Linked DNA regions of Zea mays: region 2 is linked to region 1. Evidence: chromatin contacts called from public Hi-C data. All regions are on one chromosome and are shown on one strand. The core of a region is the stretch at or near the end of the contact, and the rest is flanking DNA. Distances in the headings are between cores, read along the strand shown.

What was found. A called contact is a pair of places that touch in the nucleus more often than the background predicts.
Region 2: a Hi-C map of tassel shows a contact between it and region 1, with 4 times the contacts expected there. The contact joins two enhancer-like sites. A contact is called at or near these places in 3 of 25 Hi-C or Micro-C datasets (leaf and tassel).

Annotation. Positions count from the first base shown.
Region 1 is chr5:153,630,855-153,636,028 of Zm-B73-REFERENCE-NAM-5.0, reverse strand. No RefSeq gene overlaps it. Among protein-coding and RNA genes, the nearest start is that of LOC118471958, 51 kb to the left of the region's middle. Within about 2 kb of position 2,513, at least 16 of the 20 cell types and tissues checked have an H3K27ac peak or open chromatin away from gene starts, as enhancers often do. A contact at or near this core is called in leaf and tassel, where this site is marked.
Region 2 is chr5:154,347,744-154,352,917 of Zm-B73-REFERENCE-NAM-5.0, reverse strand. No RefSeq gene overlaps it. Among protein-coding and RNA genes, the nearest start is that of LOC109939547, 65 kb to the right of the region's middle. Within about 2 kb of position 2,632, at least 12 of the 20 cell types and tissues checked have an H3K27ac peak or open chromatin away from gene starts, as enhancers often do. A contact at or near this core is called in leaf and tassel, where this site is marked.

The DNA.
Region 1 (5,174 bases), core at 1,264-3,763:
TACCTGAGGGGGTGCGGAGGGTGCGGCCGCACCGGGCCCCCAAAAACAGAGGGGCCCTTAGCCACTGGACGCTAGCACTTTTTCCTGTTAAACCTATCTATCCTATATACAAGTACGCAAAGAGCGATGCGCTATCGACCAATCTCATTTAGATTGTTAAGCTAATGTCTCAATTACTTATCGAATACTCCATCCATTCTAAAATAGTAATTATTTTATCTCTTGATTTTTATGTTTATATTCAACTAGATGATGATGAATCCACTAAAGAAGCAAAACAAATTCTATTTTGTTATAGAGTATTATTTACTATACACATGATGGTTGTATCGGTGGAGAGAAGCTTTTTAAAATTGAAATATTTTTGTGAGCTATTTAAGGTCAACAATAACTCAAGAGAGGTTAAATGGCTTGACGATTCTATGTGTCGAAAAGAAATTGTTGGATGAGATTGATCTCAATAATATAATCGATGACTTTGTATCACGAAATGTTAGAAGATATTTTTAATAATATCAGATAATAAATAAGTGGTTTTGATTATATTTTACATTTGTCATCTTATAAACTTCAAAACAACATAATAATTTTTATACATCAAATATTAAATTGTATATATGTGTGTGGGGATGAGGCCTCAATATTGGATTTCGCACTGGACCTCAACGGCCCTGCCTATAAGAAAAAAACTAAGGGCGTGATTGATTGGTTACTGCGCTGGTGAGTGCCGGACTCGTCGGCCTGTTCCACCAGGGAACCGCCAGACGCGCATGCAGGCGAAAGGAGTGGGAAACTAGGAAAGTACCTGTAGCGTGCAGGGTGCGGCCGAGCAATCAAAATCACACTCTAATTAGTAATTCTTGAAGAACAAGACTTTAATGCATGGCACTCCACTATATGCATGTGTGTGTTCATTCGTGCAATGATGTCGTCCCTGTAGCTAGCGCGACACATTCGTCTCATAAATTAAATTATGTTTTTGCGTAACCATCAAGCCCCTATCGTGCTAGCTTTATTTTTCGTGAGCTGTTACCGTCCTGAAAGATTTTGCTCGGGATCTAGCTAACCTAGTTGACAGGTAACTGGGAGATGCCACCAAATTCACATTAATAATTAATCTAATATATATAATAGTTGAATCGGCAAGCGATGGCGACGGGCCACGCGCCGTACGTACGTACGTCGACCATGCAACCAGGAATAACACCATATATACTATTAAGACGTAAGTAGTATAGTAGATTAGTAGTTAAGCTTCCTGGCTGGCTGCAGTGCTAGTGTGCAACCGGGCCGGCCAGTTCCAGCCACGCAAGTTGCAGCTGATATGCATCGTACGTTCATCTGAAATTAACAAGCATGCATGCATGCCTACCTCTACGTACGTCCGTATCTATCTAGGTTGTCTGCATGCAAGCAAGCTGATGACAGCATGGAGCAATAGAACGAATGCAAGCAAGCAAGAGGCCGGGGGAGGCGATACGGTGAAAGCAGGAAGAGGATCTATCGTATATCTAGCTAGCTAGCTCGGCCAATAATTTCAATGGACGATGCTGCCGCAGCTAGCTAGCTAGATAGCAAGCAGATCTTGCCCACTGATTTGATGCTCCCTTTTTTTTTCTTCTCGAATGATATATACTACTAGCTTGACCGATCGATCGATCGATCCCTCCCTGCTGAGGCTGAGAGCTGCTGCCAGCAGGACGGTGAAGCATCACCTACTGTTACGTTGACTTTTGTGCATGGCGCGCGGCAAAAGGGCTCGTGCGGTAGACAAGGAAAGGAAGACTTTGGTGCACGGTGCCGCGGAAAGGCGGGGAGGGATCATCCGGATATAGCATAGTTGACGTGCCCTCGCTAGCTAGATTTTCTCTACGTACGTACACAATAATATATATATATATATATATATATATATATATATATATATATATATATATATATATATATATATATATATATATATATATATAGAGCGATTTACAGCGTTCATGTCACTGTACAACTTCCAAGTCAAAAAAAAAAGAAAGACCGAAAGGTATATATGTTGGATTGTGAAATTTTGTCAAACATACATAGACCGACGTAGCTAGCTAGCTAGCTACTGTATGCAGTAGGAGTACGTAGCCCACATGGTAAAGGTAAACGAGGCCGAGTCGTATGGCTAATTAACCTGGAGTGCTTAGTGTGCACTTGTGACTTGTTCTAGAGGCTAGCTGCGGTTGACGATCGAGCTACCTTGCTGTCAAAAAAAGAAAGAAAAGGAATAGGTAGCTGAAAACATACTGTTGGCAAGAAAATGGCATGCACACTGTAAACAAAAGTAGATAGATGTTCTGGGGAAATGAGTGCTCGGCTGCTCGCTCACTTTCTGCCCGGCCGCCCGCTGTCGTACATGCAAAGTTTTCACTTTCCAGTGTCAAATCAAAAGCCCAAACCGGTGCTACAACTAGAAGAAGCGTGGAGCCTCCGATCCGTATTGCTCATAGTCATGGGCCCCAACAGCGCGTGGAAGCAGACTGCGACCATTCCTCCAGCAGTCCAGCCCATCTATCTATCTATCTATCTATCCGTTTTGTGTGTGGTCTTCATCTACCCCCATTTAATTTGCCGTAGGACTATGGTCTTCGCGCGCGATCCGGAACGAGCTCGTCTCAAACCCAGCACAGCAGTTTTCATCTGCCAGGCCGCCTCGCAATGGCCCGTGAAAAGAGGCCCAGGTCTGATGAGACGCGACGCTATATATCTGATCTTTTTGACACGTTACCTACTAATTTTCGGCGGCCACTTTTATTTTAACGGCAAGGTCAAAGTTGCCAAAATTAAGAGGTTATACTGTCGAAACTAAGCTTATTTTCGGCGGCTTCTAACACGGCCGTCGAAAATAATCTTATTTTCGACGACATCTGACACGGTCACCGAAAATAAAGTCATATTTTCGGCAGCTTCGACCTTGGTCGCTGAAAATTAACCTTTTTAAACGGCCGCCCGACTCCTTTCTTCCTCTCTGTTTCGTCTCCACGCCGGCTCTCACACCGCGCACAGCTCTGCCGCTCCGCCCGGGCCGCGCCCGTCGCCTAGGCTCGCCGCACCATCCGTGTCGAGCTCTCCTCCCGCCACCGCTCCGCGCCCTGAGCCCTTATCCATAAACAGGTTAATTTTTTAGTATTTTATTTCATATTTTTGGCGGCCGTTATTTAATTGCCGCCAAAATTAGTATATATTTGTAATTGTTGTTTGTTTGATTCATATATGTGATTAGTATTATTGTTTAGTTCAATTACATTAATGTATTAGTGGTATATGTGGTTCAGTAATTAGGGGCATATTGTATTTGTGGCATTACTTTCATATTAATATGTGACAATATTATATTATTAGTTTTATAAGTACATTATATTGGTATGTCGTACAGTTGTCATATTAGTGGTATGTGGTACTTAGTCTGAATTGATTAATAGCATATCATTCTTTGTTTTATATATAAGCAATATATTGTTTAGTGGCAGCGATGTTATATTGTCGAAATTTTTTTTGGGTCCTGCTAGCTTGTGGGTTTAGAACCTATCCTTGCCTATAGATGTAGGACCGATACCTTTGACGAATTTGAATAATGTTTTCATGATATGGTCTGTTTTAACAGTCTCAGGCATAGCTGAAGATCGTGCATGTATGTACAATGGCTGGACTAGGAATGGACATCATTCCGATGATTGGGTACCCAAGACTAAATATTTTGTGGACGATGTATTCTCCTTGTCATTAACCGGCACTGTCAGATGCCCTTGTAGGCGAGACGAAAACAGTATATTCCTTAATAAGGAAAGAGTTAGCCTAAATCTTTGTCAGTTTGGATTTATGCTCAGATATGAGGTGTGGGAACATCATGGTGAGGTAGTACCCAACCTGAATGTAGAAGATGAGGAGAACAATGATTAGGTTGGCGATGATGCGATGCATGAGATGCTAGATTCGCTACGTCTAGAGTTAAACCTAAGCTCCGAGGATCCTGCCACACCAGAGGTTTCCATATTTTTTAAACTACTAAAAGACTCTGAAGAGTCATTGCATGAACACACAGAAGTGAGTATACTCGCTTTTGTGACCCGACTCATGGCCATTAAGTCCAAGTATTTTTTTCTCGAACAACTGTTACAATAAGATTTTAAAGTTATTAGGAGATGTGCTGTCAAAGCCCAATAAGTTGACTAAAGACATGTACCATTCAAAGACAATTATCAAAGGTCTCGGTATGGATTATAAAAAGATCGATGTGTGCAACAATAATTATATGCTTTTCATGAAGGAGCATGCGGGAGAGAAAAATGTCTGAAATTTAGACAATCTAGATTTGTGGAAGTTGTTAATGATGAGGGTGACAAGGTGATGACAGATGTTGCACATAAGCAGCTTCGCTACTTGCCACTAACTCCTCGAGTGAAACGGTTGTTTCTATCTAAAAAGACCGCTATGCACATGCGATGACACAAAGAAGGTGTACGCGAGAACGATGAGCTAATCGTGCACCCTTCAGATGGGGATGCTTGGAAGGCTCTCGACACGTTTGATCCAGACTTTGCAGCTGAACCGAGGAATGTTCGAATCGGCCTCGCGACCGATGGCTTCACACCTTTTGGTCAAATGGCATCATCATACTCATGTTGACCCATCTTTGTCATTTCATACAACCTTCCACCTTCTCTTTGTATGAAATATAAATTTATATTTCTTTGCTTAATCATACCTGGCCCGAACCATCCTGAAAAGAAACTCAATGTCGTATTAAAACCCTTGATTGAAGAGTTGAAGGAGCTTTGGAAAGGAGTCGAAGCATCGATGTTTTAAAAAAACAGATATTCAAACTTCGAGTTGCATATTTGTGGTCGGTGCTTGACTTCATAAATGTGGTCTGTATCTGAACCACAATATGGACATGTCAAGGGGGACAAGTACCAAGGATTCGGAGTGGACCACAACTGGACACATATATTTGGTCTGTGGGAGCTCCCTTATATGCCGTCATTGATTCGTGTGCACAACATTGATGTCATGCACCAAGAAAGTAATGTTGCTGAATCCCTCATATACACCTACATGCATTTTGAAAAAACAAAGGGCAATATGAAAGCTCGAAGAGATCTAGCAATGCTTTATGATCGACCAATCGAAGTGCTCAA
Region 2 (5,174 bases), core at 1,383-3,882, 720 kb before region 1:
AACCGAACCAAAATGGGCCATGACCGGCGGGCCGCATTTGGGAAACCGAACGAAAACCACCACTAGTGGGATAGTTAGATGTGGCTTTCTATAACTATTGAAGCCCTGGGCTCCCAATTTCTCGTGTGTTTATATATATAGCATAAAGGACTGACTGGGTAAAACTTCACCTAGATGACAAATAGCATATATATATATATATATATATCCAACATTCATATGCGCTCAGCATTCACAATTTATCATGGTTAAGTTGTTGCATCCATTGTTGTGTGCCCTATTGCTAGAGTACTTTTTTGCAAAAAAAATATACTGCTAGTTTTGTTCTCTACCATAGACCTGTACACACCCCGTCCAACCCCTGGACCAGCGATATTTACTCCTGTCAGCTCTCTAGGATTATATATCGTCCCCACAGACTAATACGAGTCTTTTGTGCGCACTTTGTACTCACTCATGCGCACCCGAGAAAACTTCCCGGTCGATCACCCATCCCAAATTGCTCCAAGCCAAGCACGCTTAACTTGGAGGTTCTTTCGAGATAGGCTTCCGAAAAAGAAGATGTACCTTGTTGGTATGGATACTCTATTAATTCTATTAAGCCTTGGGCTTGGAAATCACCATCTCAAGGGACAGGATATCACAATCAACCCCCCTTAGAAGACCGACGTCCTCGTCGGTCAACCTCAATCCAAGAACCTCCCCTCTTGGCCATGTCTGTATGCCTAGTACCATCATATGTCATGCCATGTGACCACTCTGGGCCCACATGCGCCATGCGCCATATACCCGAACCCCCTAGCCCACACACGACCATGAAACCGCGAGGATTGGCTTTGATACCACTTGTAACACCCCATCCAATCCCTAGACGAGCGGTACTTACTCCTGGCAGCTCTCTAAGATCATATATCATCCCCACAGACAAATACGAGTCTTTTGTGCGCACTTTGTCCTCACTCATGCGCACTCGAGAAAACTTTCCAGTCGATCAACCATCCCAAATTGCTGCAAGTTAAGCACGCTTAACTTAGAGGTTCTTTCGAGATAGGTTTTCGAAAAAGAAAATGCACCTTGTTGGTATGGATACTCTATTAATTCTATTAAGTCTTGGGCCCGAAAATCACCATCCCAGGGGCCAGGATATTACAAGGCCCCTATTGCTGATGTTATACCTGATAGTGTTTATTTATTTATTTTTTGCCAAAGTTAAACCGGTTGTTGTATATTGTAAAAGGTGACAGTATTGATTAGGGCAGTCTTGACAAGTGTCTGCCAAAACTCAGTAGTACTGTGAATTCCGAAGTGAAAAATCTAAGAATGAGTTACTACCTTTTGTTTTTGCCTATCTTTGGTGTGCTACAAATCTTTTTTTTACTATGGCTAAGATAGCTAGTACGAACTCTGTTCTCGATCAGTTTGAAAAATGAAACTCTCTCAGAATCAGTTTTGGGGAAAAACACTACACTGAATCGAGGTACATAGGTTGTCTACAACAGTTTATCCATCATATCTTCTATTCTATCTCTTTTATTTTCAAACTTCGCTCTGTTAAGCTATAAAGAACAGTGTTTTTGCATGACAATATGTACGATCTGCTAGAGACCGCCTAAGGCTAGGACCTTAATGACCGTTGTTTCCATTGATTATGGGTAGCTTGGACCAATGTACTTTTGCAGTATCTTTACTATGTTACTTGAGATATTGACCCATCGTTAGTTTTAAATAGACCGTACCAGGTACCATTTTTTTTATGTGTTATACAATTTCAAAATTTTCATCACATGTTATTGAATGAAACAGGAAATAAACAACAAAGGCATCAATGCTATCAGAGACGTCTGACAAAATTGATGCCTTATCCAGTTATGCTTGTACAATATTTTGTGTTCCAGGGTACTACCATTATATCAATCTATACTCTGGTAGGACCCATGAGAAATTTGTTTCCTCTTTCTGATGAGCTCACCCTTGTCTGTTTCCCCTTTTGTTGCAGGGGAAAAAAGTCAGATTACTCATCGACATTGAAGAGAATATTGCAAAATCTCGAGCATATCGATTCAGATATCATAGATTAGCTAGTCATTAGCAGCCAACGAATAATAGACATTATTTGATCATCAAGGTGTAGGCATTGTGGTGCTAGTTATTTAATGTCTTCACCTGTTTGTGGCCTACGATTGTTCATCGCCAACTCTGCTCCGTGTTCAGAGGAAGACCTTGGTTAGGAGTTTCAAGTTTGCACGCCTGAGTGGATGTTTGAACATCAGAGGTGGAGCTTGATTGTCATAAGATCCATATCCATGTTGGTACTGTACTTTTAAGATGTTGCATTTCATTTACATGTAGATTAGTGTCGGCTTTTTGCAAATGAGGCTAGGAACAGCTACCTTGTAAGTAATGAATGTAGACATGTGGTTGCATATCAAACTTGCAAGGCATGAATGAACACGTCGTTTGCAGCCTGTTAGCTTGTTGAGAACCCAAAATTGTCTTTTCTTCGATCTTTTTTCGCCGCCCAAATTTCTCTGCAGGAAACCTCGAATTAAAATTACATATAGTGGTCCTTTGGGCCTGTTAAATGTATCTGGGCCTGTTACATATAGTGGGCCTTTGCGCCTGTTAAATGACCATATCAAGACATCTGTGCTCGAAGCCCGGGCGAACTCAGACAGTCACAAAGCGCCAAGCGGCCACATCCAGAGATGGCAATGGCCCCGATCCTCGGTTCTCCGCCAGAAATTCTCCTATTAGGCTAGTTTGACAACTCTATTTTCTCAAGAAATTTATATTTTTTTAAAGGAAAATAAACTAATTTTTCTTAGGAAAATAGAAATCATGTAGGAAAATGGGGTTTAAACTAGCTCTATAGGATCTATAGGATGTAAACCGGAAAATTTTCCCCTGGCGGTTAAACAGGGACATGGATTTGGAAGCATTCTCCATTCCCCACGAGACCCGTTAAAATTCTATATGATGATGTTTTCATTTAATAGTTAATGATAAAAAATAATTCCTTGTCAAGAGATCACTGGTTGTACAAATGTGTTCACTTTGATGCACGCAAAATGATTTCTTACATCTAACAATGTGGATAAGTGACTATATTTTGCATTTATAACAAAGAAAGTATGTCCTGATTATAATTTAAGCGGGGACGGAAATCCCCGACGGGATTTATCCTCGCGAGGAACGGGGATGGGGAAGAAATGTCCCCCGCAAGTTTTTGTGGAGATCCCGCGAGGAACTTTTTTAGTCACAAGGACGGGAATGGGGAGCTAAAACCCGACATAGAATTCCCCATTGCCATCCCCACATCCCAGTTAAATGCATGTTGGGCTTTTCGGCTTCATACTAGTCATCCTTGGATTTTCTGGGCTTTAATTATGCTCTGAATCAGACCGTCGATCGTCCGCCACCATCATGAGTTCCCTTACATTTAAATAGTAACAATTGTAAAATTATATACAAATTAGAATTCAAACCATAGTTGTTGATATTAAACCCTCATTCACACCTAGCTAGTCAATAGATTACACATATCTTTGTGTTTTATATTCTATACTTGAACATAATGGAAATCATAGCAACGTATGTACACTTTGCTAGTATCTATCTATGGGCCTGTTTGGTTCCCTATCTAAGGCGACACAACTTGCTTAAGCTTAGTCGCTTGAATTGAATAACTAACCTTAGATAGAAAAGATAGACAAGTTGTGGCGTTTTAGGCAAGAAATCAAACATGTCCTATGTCACTGAGTCCACTCCTCTGCCAAAGCACCTCTTCGGTTTTTTCAATAAAGAGCGTTTATTTAAACTCAACAAGTAGCATCAAGTTGATATAGACATACAAGTTTTAAGCTAATACAGACATACAATAAAGAGGGTACAAGTTGGGATGAGTGACCATATAGAACGAACAAAATTGCATTGAAAGAACAAATGTTTGATTGTTTCATTGCGGTAACAAAATTCACATTTTAGACTTCCAATCCAATTCTTCTTGGCAAGGTTGTCCTTTGTTTGGATAATCCCTCTTTGTTGGTACCACGCAAAAAATTTAATTTTTAGTGGCACCTTCAATTTCCAAAATTTGTGATTATTGTCTACCGGCACAATGTTGTCAACAAATGCTCTATACATAGACTCCATTGAGATTTTTTGTTCAAATTTAAATTCCAAGGTAATGCGTCTGATCCTTCTATCAATTGGACCATGTCCAACTTCCCAAGAAGATCAAAACATGTCAACAGTCTACGACCAATTAAATCTAGTCTAAAATATATATTAGGTGGTGAGGTTTCCATTACCGTCGCTATAGTACCCTTTTTGTGGAGCACCCGCTACGGTATACTATTGACCATTTGGCCTTCAATGGCCAAATCCTGTATGCAAGATGCTCTTGGACCAAATTCCTTATGCAAATATGGCTTCATATGGTGTTGAAAGCGACCATAGCCATTTGTGATTTACCAACCATGTTGCACAATGGTTTCTTAATACCAAAGCATGGCTTAACAAGTCTCTAGATGATGTCCTTGATGTCCTCTCTCTTATCTAGGTTATTATTCACAAAAAACCATTCCGTCCAAGTGTTGGCCATCTGTATCAGCAAGCGAGGATAGGAAACAATGTATCCTTCTGATACTATAAGTTGTAATACCCGAAGTTGGTGTGTGACATTTCTTTTCCTATGGCTTTTGTTTGATAATGAGCTCGTGCACCTAGCAGAAACATTCCACACTAGGTTCATGAACCTGGCTTCAGACCACCCAAAAAACACTCCAAGCTTCATTATTGCATTGTGGGGGGTCAACTGATAAAGATATATATCATATTTTTCATCACTTCAACAACCATCTTGTAAAACGAGAAACAAAGCCAGCTTTGAAGAAGCTTTAAAACTCCAAAACTTTGTCCTTCTGTGGCTTAAGAACAATATCCTCTTTGGCAAGTATAATGATGTTAGTACTTTTAAAGTATGTTTGCTCCTCATCACTTCCACATGACCTTCCTTTATTATGGATTTTCCAAAATCCACATGGCTCGGCTTTGTTGGGCGAATATCACTATCGTCCTCTTCCTCAAATCCCTCATCATCTTCTATGTCTGACTCGCTCTCATCAAGATCGACCAATATGTCTTCAATATTCTTTGGGTCGAGAGGTTGCTTC